Linked DNA regions of Mus musculus: regions 1 and 3 are each linked to region 2. A link is a contact called in public Hi-C data. All regions are on one chromosome and are shown on one strand. The core of a region is the stretch at or near the end of the contact, and the rest is flanking DNA. Distances in the headings are between cores, read along the strand shown.

Region 1 (4,180 bases), core at 5-2,504, 380 kb after region 2:
AACCACCAACCAAAGAATACACATGGAGGGACTCATGGCTCCAGCTGCATATGTAGCAGAGGATGGCCTAGTTGGTTATCAATGGGAGGAGAGGCCCTTGGTCCTGGGAAGGCTCTAAGCCCCAGTATAGGGGAATGCCAGGACAGGAAAGTGGGAGTGGGAAGTTTGGTGAGCAGGGGGAGGAGGGAGGGGGGAGGGGATAGGGGGTTTTCAGAAGGGAAACCAGGAAAGGGGATAACATTTGAAATGTAAATAAGAAAATATCTAATAATTAAAAGAAGAAGGAGGAGGATGAAGAGAAGGAGGAGAAGGAGGAGAAGGAGAAGGAGAAGAAGAAGAAGAAGAAGAAGAAGAAGAAGAAGAAGAAGAAGAGGAGGAGGAGGAGGAGGAGGAAGAAGAGGAGGAGGAGGAAGAATAGGGATGTTAGATGCTTCTCTCTCTGAGAATGCTCCTGGGTTTTTGTTTGTTTGTTTGTTTTGTTTTTGTTTTGTTTTGTTTTGTTTTTTGAGACAGGGTCCCTCTGTGTAGCCCTGGCTATCTGCCAACTCATCATGTAGACCAGGCTGGCCTCAAACTCAGAGATCAACCTGCCTTTGCTTCCTGATGAACCACCACACCCAGCTTCTTCTGGCTTCTTAATGAAGTAGTTTAACACTAAGGAGACTGCAGGATGCTGTGGAAATAAAGCAACAGCCCTTGTATTTTCGCTAGCCAGCATTTACTGAGTGATTCTCTAGAGTTGTCTTTAGCATAACATTCTGTATATGCTGAATGTGTTGACACATGCCTATAATTGCAAGCTCAAGAATGAAGGAAGCTTCCAAGAGAGTACCAGCTTGGCTTTGTTTCCTGTTCTGTGACCTCTTCAGGGATAGGGTCTTAATGTCAAGTTCTGGAGAGTAGCCAACAGGATTGGCAATAGCTTGTTATTTGGGGGAGGTCTAGGGGAATCCTACTGGGGAATGGAAAGTGTATGTATAGAGGCATAGTATAAAAACTACCAATATGGCTATACTATTAGGTGAAAGGTTTTTATTGTAGGCAAGAGAGAGACAATGTCCAGAGCATCTGGAAGAGCTAGAGAGAAAGAAAAACAGATTGGACATGGCCAAGGCTGTTTGAAAGAGAGGCAAGAGAGAAGAGAACACGAGAGAACATGGGGTAGACAAGTCATGTGGATTATGGGGTAGGCCGGGGAGCTGAGGGGAGGGACCTCTGAGATGCAAAACCTGTTTCACAAGTTCCTGAGGAAGGCTGGCCTTTATATAACTGCCAGAACTCCTTCTACAGCCCAGCTTGAGCTCACTTCTAGGTGGATGCACTCCTGAGACCTAACATTCCAGCCTTTTGTTGGTGACGAGGGTGACATAATCTTTCTCTTCTATAGCTGCTTCCTGTCAACTGGGGGCTTGAGAGAAATGGGAGTCTGCAATACTGGTCCAAAGCAAGGGCTCAAACCAGCCGGTGATGGTAGGAGACCAGAAGAAAATCCAACAGAGGCAGTCAGGCTAGGTAATTAATTTCACCTGGAAACAACCTGGAGCGACAGAGCGCATTACATTATTCTAAAAAGGAAAGAGACCAGCAGGGCTGAGTTGCCAGAGGATCTAGAGGTTCAAAGGAGATCAAAGGGCAGCTTTGGAGTTGGTCCCTGGAAGCCACGGTTTGCAAGCCAGCTCCTCACTTGACTGGACTGGTTGGGCAAGTTGAGGGCTCGCCAGTTTTGCAAGACCACTTGAGGCTATCAGGGTTGCAGGCCACTTTGAAGCAATTGGTGCAATGCAGTTGATTCCTGGATGAGAATTCCTGTCAGCTGATAGGAATCTGCTGCAGGGACACATACAGACTAGGGACAGCAGGTATTAGCACAACCACTGTCTGTTCTCTTCACTGTAGAAAACAGCAGTTAGCAGGTGTCTGCAAACAGCTGGAGCACACACATGCCTTTGAGTCACGGTAAAAACAAAAACTGAAAAAACTAGCAATGTAATAGAAGGTGAACATTCATTTGATATAAGACACATTTTTTTTTTTTTTTTGGACAAGGAAGAGCCCAAAGGGGATGAAGAACTTGAGGACTCAATGATGGCTTTAGGATAGAAACATGAACATTTTTCCCTTCATCTCGAGGTCTGGACCGGCAGATTGGATAGGGGTGTTTTCAGCACAACAAGAAGCATTTTTAAGTCTGGATCTAGAAAGCAACTAAAGGAAACTTAAAATTTTGAGACTGAGACTATGATAATTTTTAAAACTTTTTTTAAAAGATGGACTCTTTGTGAATTTCCCATCATGCACCCCAGCCCCACTCATCTCCCTGTTTCTCCATAGCCACCCTCTGCCCTTGCAACTTCCCCCACAAAAGAAAACACATCTCGCCATGGAAGCTGTAGTGTGTCACGGTGTGTCCCACAGTACACCCTTTTGTCCAAACACTTTCCTTGCAAATAAATGTTTGTTAAAACGAGTCATTGGTCTCATCAAGGCCTCTGGCTCCTGCTATGCTATCTATACTGGATCCTCACTGGGAGTCCTCTTGGCTATCTCGTTGTTACCATGTCATGGAGATCCTGCAGCTTTGGTTCTGCAGGACAAGCCCCTTCACATGCTCTAGCAGTTCATAGATGAGGTAGATGTTGGAATGGGCTAACTCAAAGTCCTGGATCTTGGCCTCAGTAGAAGCTGAGTTGGTCAACCCACAAGGTCTCCTGCTCCCATACCACCAGGGCCAGCTCTTCTGCTCTCACAGTTTTGGGACCAGCTCACCTTCACCCCCAGCTCTAATATGCTGCCCAAGTGAGGTGTGGAGCTGCAGCAGGTATATGTGGGGGAGGGGCAGTTCTCACGCTTGTTGAAGGCAGCGATGGGGTGGGGGGAGGTCATCTCTCCCACGATCCTGCACTTTATGGCTGATGAGGAACAGGCCTAGCTCTTCTGCACCTATGCCACCAGGGCTAGGTCTCCTGTGTTATTCAGGTCTGTTTTCCCTCACTGCCTAGACAAGGGGTGGAGCCAACATCAACATGGCTCCAGCAGTGGCCCAGACCAGGGATGTCCATATGGCTACTGGTGGTAATGTGGGCCATGGACATTGGTATATACAGGATCAAGGACCCAGATGTGGCCCCTGGTGGAAGCATGGCAGGGACATCATCATGACCTCAGGTGGCAATGTAGGCTGCTCACATCAGGCTCCCCACCTCGGATCTCCACTTCTGCCTCTCTTCACATCGTACAAACTTCTCTGCTTCTCTTCCTCTACCATCTCTCTCGTCTCTCCATCATAGCTCATTGTAGTGGTGCCCACGTGTGCGGCATCAGCAGTGACATCTTTTGAAAACTAGGATGGTTAAATGTTTGTCCAACCCTAAAATTGCAAAGGAAATAGACTCCTGGCCCAAATTAAACACAGCACAGAAAAACTGTAACTCAGCATAGAGTTGTCTAGCCTCATGGATGAACCACCACAAAAGATTAGCAAATAGCCCAATGATGGAAAGTAAACACAGAAGACATGCCAGTCGGTTGTAGGTCTTCACTCTGCAGGTCTTCTTCCCAAGCCAGGATGCAGCTCTGGGCATCACAGTGATGCAATGCAGTGGTCAGGTTTCTCAAAGAAAGAAGGCACAGGTCCACTGGCACTTGCATTTATTACTGGCTTTATTGATGGGTAGTGTAATTCACCATTTCCCAAAGGGCAAGAACAGCAACTGCCTTTGTGTCTCGCTCTGCCTCTCTTCAAAGCGCACAAACCACTTGGCTACTCTTCCTCTTCTATCTCTCCACCATTTGCCCACTTCCTGAAGAGTGTACCTGCCCTGGCCTGGCCTGGCTGACTATGATAATTATTGAAAAGGTTTAGTAGCCAGTGAGTTTGTTACCAAGACCAGATTAACAAATCAGAACTCTACTGATTAGCATCAAGCTCTGAACTTTGAAGTCTTGACACTGAATGTGCCATCTTTATGGCTCACTTTTCACATACCACCAACCTCTCCTTCAGACCTTCACAGCTCGCATTCACACATCCCAAATCATTTCTTCAGGCCTTCACAACTTACATTAACTTTAGGCTTTCTCTTTCTCTTCTACCTGGAAACATCCAGTCATTAACCACGCGACATAGGTGGTTAGTTATTGAGAGCAGTCATTGAAAAACAAGTTTTTATAATAAGAATTA
Region 2 (4,509 bases), core at 1,073-3,572:
AAGTCTCTAAGAGCAGACAGAACACACCCCTCCCTGTATCAGAGACCCTCCTCCTGAGTGCTGGGATCAAAGGCCTGGCCACCATACCCAGCTTAAAAAGTCAATTGTTTACAAAGTGCAACAGGATAGAAAAAACATCTCCCACATAGTATGCAAGGGTTAGTAATATCCTTTCTATGCAGCCTGTTTCTAATATGTTGAAACACACACACAAGAGAAACAGAAGCGTGTGAACTGAATGAAAAAATGCAATATTTTCCGTCAAAAAACATTGACCGCTTCTCTGATGATGATGGTTGAAAAATGCACTGAAATTCTCAAAGAATAAGAACATTAAAAACAAACAAACGTTGCAAGCTACTGCAGTGTGTTGTGGAGAGATAAGGTGCAAAGGGTACACTGAACCCAGTGCCGGGAGGAGCTACGGCTCTAAGCCAAGATGCAGAGACACCTTTGAGAGAAACAGGCCAAGTGGGCAGTTCAAACAGCGGCCCAACTCAGCTGGAAGCTGAGCACAGGCTGGGCTAGGGAGCTGGTTCCCCAATCTGACCAGTGAAGGCTCTCAACTTACAACGAAGGAGTCCAGGCGCTCTTGTAGAGCCTGCCTCACTAAAAGAGCAGAAGCCCGTCTGTCTCTGACCACTGAGACCGACCTTACAATATGACCTAACTTAGGAAATGTAGCCTTTAACCAGGATTTGTTTACCTTTCTGATGATCCAGTTGATAACAAGCATGTTGTGTGCAGAGTATTTTCATACCCCATCTTTTCCTTACCACAACTACTTGATGAGAGAATATTACTCAAGGTTAAAGTTATAGCCGGGAAAACAGTCTCAAAGTCAAATAGCTCCTAGGTGTAACTGTTTCTTTTTTAAAATGTTTCCATTTATCTTATTTATTTTTTGAGCCAGGACCTCATCACATGGTAGCCCAGGCTGGCCTCGAATTCTACATTCTATTGCCTTAGCCCACTGAGGCTGCGTATTAGAAGAGCCCACCACCATACCCAGCTTATTACTCCCCACACATAATTGCACATCTGTCTTGTTTTGTTGTTTTAAGTAGTATACATGTTCCATATTATCAATACGCCTCTGCAATGAGTTGCACGGTCCATGGAGAACCACTGGCTCAGGAATGGGCCATTAACACAAATATAACACATTTTAATTCTAGATTAATCTGTCACTTCCAACTACACATTAGGTTTTTTGGGGGCGTGGGGGTTGGGGCTGACACTGGGTAGCCCTAGCTGTCCTGGAGTTCAATATACAAACCAGGCTGACCTCGAACTCAGAGATCCTACTGCTATTGCCTCCCTAGGGGCCGGGATTAAAGGCGTGTACCACCTGCCCCTCTTTAATGGTTTTGAAGCAAATACAATGTTAACATCCAGTAAGTTATTTGTCCCAAATCCAAATTCAGTACAATAGAGAAAGCAATGTCAACAATATCAAAGTTAAACCTATTGTTAGTCCATCTACCAAACACTAAACCTTTATCTTTCCTTTACCTTGGCTAAGGGAGAGGGACGGAAGATGAAGACGCGGGGCTGCAGTGGCTCTGTCCAGCCAGACAGGGGACCCGGTGGCCCTCAAGAGTTGTGCGATCAACTCCGACCGGCGGAGGCGCCCCTCGCCCCGCAGTGGCACCTGCCAAGCCGGGATAGTACCCAGCTCACTTCGGTACCTCCGAAGCGGGTCGAGCTCCGGAGAGCCCTGCTTGTCCCCACTTCGAGGAGACCCTCGGCCCCCACCGTGCTCACCTCCTCGCTGTGCGTGGACGGGCACTTTTTTCGCAGGCGGCCCCAGTTGAGCAGGTTCCCGGTCTGCAGGTGCAGGGTGCTGGCCCGCGCCAGGAGCGCCCCGGCCGCGCGGCTGTCGGTGCCCATGGCAGCTGCCGCCGGAGGGGACCGGGTAGCGCCGGAGCCGCGGAGAGATGGCGAGCGGGCGGGCAGGCGGGCGGGCGAGTGGGCAGACGGCTGCCTCGCAGGGCGCGGCGGTGCCCCAGGCCCCAGAGGAGAGCGCGAGGCTGCCGACTCCGCGCGGCCACAGCCCGGTGTGCGCTCGGGCCCGAGGAGGCCGGGCGGCGACGGAGAGGCGGTCCCGGAGGGAGGGAAGGAAGGGAGGGAGGCGCCGGCGCGGACGGTCGCTGCGGCTTCTGCGGCCGCCACCGCCGCCGCCGCTGAAACGAGGGAGCTGTTTCCTGGAAGACAATGACTAAGCAGAAACCTCACCCGAGAAAGTGCTTCGTAACCGTTACTCGTCCCGCGGCGGGCCAGGGGCGGGGCGCAGGCCCGCGGGTGACTGGCCCTCGGCCTGCGGCGGGCGTGGCGCCGGGCGGCCGGGAGCGGGCGGCGCCGCGGGGGAGAACAGCGCGCGGACGTGCGCCCCCTGCCGGCCAGAGCGCGGCGCGCGGCCTACGCCGCCAGCGCCTCGTGAGAGTTGACGGTGCGCCCGGGAGCGCCGCTCAGCCAATGGCCGCCCGCGCTGCGGCCCTGGACACGCCCTCTTCGAGAGGACCGCCGGAGGTCCATCCTCCCAGGCCTTGAGAGCGTGCCTGCTTCTGTGTCTAAGGAGCTGATGCGATGGCGCGAGTGTCTCATTGCCCGCGCCCCGCTCTGTTTTTTAAATTTATTTTTATTTTTTCCTTTTGCTTTGCTTTGCCCAAGAGTCTTTCCCCCAAACTGATCATTCTTCTTCCAGCGTGTTGATTTACCTATTTGCTGGTGCTGTATGAAACCAGAGAGTACAACTTTAATTTTCCCCTTTCAGAAGCCTAATCCTTCGAGAGAAAGGCCTCAGCCCATGAAACATTAAACAATAAAAATACCACGGGGCAGTTAGTTTCCAGGTCAGTTAAGCATAAGGAACAGATGGTAACAGAGAACGTTTTATGATTCACACTTTTACAAGTTGTTCGTGATTCTTCCCCATTCCCACTGGAGATGGCTGGGTATAATAGCAAACTGACCGTTTATTAAAGTTTTACCCAGGAAACAAACTTTTTAACAAACCAGTCAGGTATGTTAGAGCCAGGTGAGATTTTCATTATAAGGCGGCAAAATCTTTTCAAAAGAAACATGAATCTGAGTTGGTAAACTACTAAGAAATAGGAAAGGCTGGAAGATCGTTCCAGAAAAAGTGAGGCTGGTGTTGGGTACATCTTTGTGCACATCCAATGAGCAAGAATCCATGGAGAAGAGGTTTCCCAGGAGCAGCCCCTCACATGGCCTTACTTAAATATAAACAATTGATTCTTCTGATGAATTTTTTATGGTCATTGTTAGACTTTTGATTATATTCTCTTAAAAGTCCATGTAAATATTTGGTTAAAACTTAGTGGTCGCCGGGTGGTGGTGGCACACGCCTTTAATCCCAGCACTTGGGAGGCAGAGGCAGGTGAATCTGTGAATTCATGGCCAGCCTGGTCTACATAGAGAGTCCCAGGACAGCCAGAGCTAGGTAGAGAGACTCTGTCTCAAAACAAACATACAAAAATATTGTTTATTTGTGTGTATGTGTGTTTTCTTCCATGAGTTTATGGGCACCGTTCAGGGCCCCTGGAGGCCACAGGACATCAGATCTGCCGTTGGGTAGGTAGTTGTGATGAGTTACTAAGAGAAGGTATGGTGAGTCCTTAGTTCAGTACTTGGCTTATAATAAATGTTCAGTAAGTGAGAACTACTATTTATGGTGCTGGGGTCGAAGGCTTACACATGCGTTCTGACAGTGGGCATCCCTAGCCCTCAAAATTGTTGTTGTATTCTACTCTCTCCTGTTATAACCTGACTATCACAGGCTGGCACACTCAGGAGTGCACGGAGGACTTCACGTTGTTTCTGAGATGTACATTTGTAGACCCTTTGAGACCACACGTGGTAGCACGCGCCTACAATTCCTCCACTCGGCAGGCTGAGGCAGGATCCTCGGAGGGAGGATCAGGAACCCAGTGTTAGCCTGGGCTGTGGAATGCAAATACCTACTTTAAAACAACCAACGGACAGGTGGGCGGAGGAACCTAAGCGCTGTATTTTAAACTCTTTACTGGTTCATATTACAGGTGATTTAAATTCTTTAATGTGTCTGTGCATGATTTATATGCTTTCAGTGCCTTGCATATTTTACTTAATAATACTGTTGCTGTAACTCCATGGTTTCTTGGTGAAGAGAAAAGTAATCTACATTTCCTTTGGCTGCAGAAGAAAGGGATACAAGCCAGAAGAACTTGGCTGCAAAGTCATTGTGAGTCTGCTCTTTTGTCTCGGGGAGGGGGGGGGGGGAGGTGCCTTGCTTCCTCCTTGGGTACACTGTAAGCTTTGTTTTCAGGAGCCTTAACCCTCTCCTGGGAAGGACCAACAAACAGAACTAAGGGGTGGCGGGGATACATGGAAAAGTATACGCTCTGAGTCTATTCACACAAACTAATTAATAAACAAAATTAAACTACCCATTAGGAAAGTACAAACATGTAGTAAAACCACAAATGTGCAAAGAAATTATTACCA
Region 3 (4,551 bases), core at 249-2,748, 390 kb before region 2:
TAATAGAAATTTAAACTGTGGATCTTACTATTAAATGTGTGGAAACAGGATTCATGTTTGGCTGACGACCATCCTTTCCTACCGTGAGGAGAGGGGAGTAGCCCATAGGGCGCCCAGACATATTTACATGCAAAATACTCATACACACAAATTAGTTAATTTTAAAAAGTAACATGGACAGTGATAGGGAACACACCTGATGTCAACCTCTGGACCCAACATCAGCATATATGTGTTCACATAGACTCATATGTGTATGCATGTGTATTCCTGACAGCCACTCAGCAGCTCACAACTCACAGCTAGCTATAACTCCAGTTCCAGGGGATCTGACACCCTCTTCTGGCCTTGACAGACACATACATGGTGAAGAAACAGACATGTAGGCAGAACATCTGTATACACAAATTAATATATATATGGTAGATATATACACTATATATAAATATACATATACATGCACATATATATAGCTTGTCTGATGTAGTAGGGCACACCTTAATCTAAGCATTCAGGAGGCTGAGATGGGAAAATTCTGAGTTCTGAGCCAGCCTGAAACATCTAACTAAACTCTCACTAAACCACAGACACATCTAAAGCAAACCCGAGCAGGTCAAACAACACCCCCAACGCCATCTTAAGAATTCTCTAGTTAGACTCTAGTTCAGGATTACTGAGGGAGAATTAGAGCACTACCTCCCAAAGAATACACGAAACACTTAGCAATGGCCTCTAGAGATTGCCCAGTTTAAAAACCGAAGAACCCCAGAATTGCTGTCAAAAGAAATTCACTGCATCTCTAGGGCATGGGCTCCTCGCAGTGTCCAAGTTGGCTTTGTGAATATAATCAAATGCACTGCATCGTGTGATCTGTGCCATTTCTTCCCTCTGGACGCATCAGGCAAACCAGAACACTAAGAAAAGGTAATAAACAGATTTCTCTTTAACAATCTATGTGCACAAATTTTTTTATTTATTTACAATCTGTATGCAAAAAAATTTTTTTATTAATTTATTTATTCTTAATTATATGTATGCGTGTCTGTGACTGTGTGGGTTTCTGCATGTGAGTACCTGTGGAGGTTAGAGAGACTGGAGAGAGAGGGAGGGAGTTACAGGTCGTTTGTGAGCTGCCTGGTGTGAGTATGAGAATCAAACTCAGGGCCTCTATAGGTGCAGTAAGTGCTTTTAACCATTGAGCCTCCTCTTCAGTCCACATAAACAGGTTCTTTGTTTTGTTTTGTTTCCTCGGATTGCATGTTTGCCTACAAAGAACCGCTTGGCTGCCAGTTTTGCTGAGATGGAAAAAGGTCCCAGTAAAGAGACACCCTTTCTGCAGTGAACTCCAGAACAATGATCCCGGTCGGGGCTGTTCAAGCCACGCTAGCTGGCTTTCCCGTCGAGGAATCTTAGAAAGCCAAATGGCATGTGCGAGTTAATAAGCAGCAGTGAGAGCAGGTGGCGTGTCACCTTGAAGCTGGGCAGATTCTTAGGTCGCCAGAACACGGGAAGTCTCCAGGAGTGGCAGGACATCCGGCTGTTGTTATTCTTGGCCCTGCCCAGTGCAAGCAGAGAAAAGGCAGCTCGCTTATTAGGGGTATAAATAAAGGCTCAATTACCTCTTGCCGTGCTCTGGTGGCCAAGAACATTAATTAAGAGTCTGCTGTTCTGAGCCTGCAATTGCAACTGAACCCCTTAGGAACTTCCGGTCTTGCCCACTGCTGACCACTGAGTGCTTTGACTGTTTTAAGTTCCAAACAGAGCATCCCTGCCCCAGCCTGAAAAGAGTCAGTTTACTTTTTGACTCTTTTCCTGGGAGACTCAAGGGATAGTGTGTATTGAGTGAAAGTTGTATGCATTTGTGTTTGTTTGTTTGTTTGTTTGGGTAAATGCCCCTGGGAACTGTGTGTACTCTTAACGTTTAAACACAACACACTAAAGAATTAGAAATGCTGACACCCTGGGCCCCTGGGGGAGGCCTGGATACTGCTAGGGTTCATTACTGTTGTTTTGTAGTTGCAAACTCTTTTAAGTAAACAAAACGTGAACCTTGTGAGAAAAATCAGCTAGCACAAAAGAGTAGCAGAGGGCAGGAAGATCGGCTCAATCTCTTCATCCCTCCGTCCCTGTTTTCTGTGCATCCCTTCCAAAAGCATTCTGTTATGTGGTCTTTAAGGGCCTATTTTTTTCTTTTTCCTTTCCTTTCCTTTCCTTTCCTTTCCTTTCCTTTCCTTTCCTTTCCTTTCCTTTCCTTTCCTTTCCTTTCCTTTCCCTTCCCTCCCCTCCCCTCCCCTCCCCTCCTTTTCCCTTCCCTTTTTCTTCCTCCCTTCCTTTCTTTCTTTCATTCTTTCTTGTTTGTTTGTTTGGTTGGTTGGTTTGGTTTGGGGTTTTTTTGGAGTTTTGAGACAGGGTCTTTCACTCTTGTAGTTCAGGCTAGGTTCGAACTCACTCTGCACGGGGGCTGTCTCTGACCTGAGAATAGTAAGGCTACTTCACTCTCTAGGTGCTGGACTACAGATATGCGTGGCCACACACCCAAGCTCCTCTTCCAGACAAAAGTGAAAGCGTCCTTACTCACTGTTCTGAACCTTGTCAGATTTTTTTTTTTTAATTCATTAAAGTTCTCCAAGAGATTTCTAAATCTTTATTAGGAATCAGTAATAAAGGCCTCCCCTCTGTTCCCCAGGAAAAGCACGACAGACACATCTATTAAAAATATTTTATAAGCCAGGCTTGTTGGTGCATGTCTGTAATTCTGGGACTTGGGAGGCAGGAGCAGGATAATCAGGAGTTTAAAATCGTCGTTCCCTATGGAGTGGGTGTGAGGCCGCCTGTGTTACAAGGAACCCTGTCTCAAACAACGAACAAAGGAGCGAGCGCCGTTTACAAACTACTTCAAGGATCCATTAACTGTCCAAAATCCCTGGTGTAGATAAATCTACTCCAAAGCCCTCAGCCCTGGGGTTTAATGCATAAAGTATTTGTTATTTCCAGATAAAAATCAGGATTCTTTATTAAATTTGAATTTCAGATAACAACTGATATTTTAGTCTAGTCCTAGGGCACATGCTAGTGTCGTGGGGAACCACAGGTTGTGTTTATGTTGGTGGTGTATAAGATTTCAGCTAGTAGACATCTTGGGATAAATGCACTTCGATGCAATAAGACATTTCTCAGGGTGTGTCTCCATCATTAGTTGGTACATAATTGTTTAAATCCATTCTGTGCAACACTTTCAATTTCTGAGCTTTGAATTCAAGTGGTAGTTCTGTGGCTTTTTAGCTGCTAAATTTGAGAGCCTTGCACAGGAATTTATTCCAACCAACATTCACTAGAATGCCTTGTATTAGAGACCACCTAGGTGACATAAAATAAATGAGAAGACCAACTCCCTCAGAAATATCTGAGATCTGAGTTACAGTGGTTTTGAAATGGGAATTAGAATCTCAGCTGAAGTGGCTGGGAACACAACCCAGTGGCAGAGTTCCCTGCTGTGTTCAAGGTCCTAAGCTGGTGCCCCAGCCAAAAACCCTAATTAAGTTTGGAAATTGTGGATGAGGAGTGATACCCCCCTGCCACTCCCCACCCCACCCCCACCCCCAAGAACATTCTCTTTTATCCCAACCAGGGCAGTTATATGGGACCACTTTTCACCGCTTGCTGCAGCCATGGTCTACCCTACCATGTTCGTTCTTCGACATCGCGGCCGATGATGAGCCCTCGGGCCGCATCTCCTTCGAGCTGTTTGCAGACAAAGTTCCAAAGACAGCAGAAAACTTCCATGCTCTGAGTCCTGGAGAGAAAGGATTTGGCTATAAGGCTTCCTCCTTTCACAGAATTATTCCAGGATTCGTGTGCCAGGGTGGTGACGTCACACACCACATGGCACTGGCGGCAGGTCCATCTACGGGGAGGAATTTGAGGATGAGAACTTCATCCTGAAGCATACAGGTCCTGGCATCTTGTCCATGGCAAATGCTGGACCAAACACAAACGGTTCCCAGATTTTTATCTGCACTGCCAAGACCGAATAGCTGGATGGCAAGCATGTGGTCTCTGGGAAGGTGAAAGAAGTCATGTTGAAGCAATGGAGTGCTCTGGGTCCAGGAATGGCAAGACCAGCAAGAAGATCACCATTTCCGACTGTGGACAACTCTAATTTCTTTTGACTTGTGGGCATTTTACCCATCAAACCATTCCTTCTGTAGCTCAGTAGAGCGTCCCTACCCCATCTGCTCGCAATGTCCTGTAATCTCTGCTCTCACTGAAGTTCTTGGGTTCCATGTTTTCCTCATTCCCCTTCAAGTCTAGCTGGATTGCAAAGTTAAGTTTATGATTATGAATAAAAACTAAATAAGAAGAAAAAGAGAAGAATTCATGCCAAGTCACAGGTAGAACAAACAAATAAAGTGTATTAGGATAGATGAGAAAGCAGGCATGAAAATTAAATCCGCTCTCCAGAGTGGAGGGAGGACTAGTTTGAGTGTCAGGTTCTGCTCTGCCATCCCTCCTCCCCTGCCTGCCATCCCTCCTCCCCTATCTGCCATCCCT

What was found. Hi-C and Micro-C count contacts between places; a contact is called where the count stands out from the background.
Region 1: a contact with region 2 is called in a Hi-C map of uterus, with 1.8 times the contacts expected there. The contact joins the enhancer-like site here to the promoter of Gclm in region 2. A contact is called at or near these places in 2 of 39 promoter capture datasets (the 3T3-L1 cell line and embryonic stem cells), 1 of 15 datasets of contacts at CTCF or cohesin (the NIH/3T3 cell line), 3 of 484 Hi-C or Micro-C datasets (nephron progenitors, uterus and ventricular fibroblasts), 12 of 115 datasets of contacts at active chromatin or transcription factors (the NIH/3T3 cell line, acute myeloid leukemia, craniofacial prominence and 8 more) and 1 of 9 other capture datasets (adipose tissue).
Region 3: a Hi-C map of nephron progenitors shows a contact between it and region 2, with 4 times the contacts expected there. The contact joins the enhancer-like site here to the promoter of Gclm in region 2. A contact is called at or near these places in 4 of 39 promoter capture datasets (the C10 cell line, hippocampal neurons, liver and 1 more), 3 of 15 datasets of contacts at CTCF or cohesin (the NIH/3T3 cell line, large pre-B cells and pro-B cells), 4 of 484 Hi-C or Micro-C datasets (embryonic stem cells and nephron progenitors), 14 of 115 datasets of contacts at active chromatin or transcription factors (the 230-238 cell line, astrocytes, embryonic basal ganglia and 8 more) and 2 of 9 other capture datasets (adipose tissue and macrophages).

The regions. Positions count from the first base shown.
Region 1 is chr3:121,862,370-121,866,549 of GRCm38.p6, reverse strand. No RefSeq gene overlaps it. Among named protein-coding and RNA genes, the nearest start is that of Gm33987, 13 kb to the right of the region's middle. Within about 2 kb of position 1,254, at least 31 of the 459 cell types and tissues checked have an H3K27ac peak or open chromatin away from gene starts, as enhancers often do. A contact at or near this core is called in uterus, where this site is marked.
Region 2 is chr3:122,243,370-122,247,878 of GRCm38.p6, reverse strand. Gclm (glutamate-cysteine ligase, modifier subunit) reads right to left here and starts at 2,322. Exons shown (of 7, transcript NM_008129.4): 1 at 1,768-2,322. The coding sequence starts at 1,893. It overlaps Gm46822 (a long non-coding RNA gene), which reads left to right and starts at 3,507. Exons shown (of 6, transcript XR_001783970.1): 1 at 3,507-4,008; 2 at 4,113-4,246.
Region 3 is chr3:122,632,393-122,636,943 of GRCm38.p6, reverse strand. It overlaps the pseudogene Gm5981. Among named protein-coding and RNA genes, the nearest start is that of Gm43568, 4.9 kb to the right of the region's middle. Within about 2 kb of position 1,498, at least 37 of the 459 cell types and tissues checked have an H3K27ac peak or open chromatin away from gene starts, as enhancers often do. A contact at or near this core is called in adipose tissue and nephron progenitors, where this site is marked.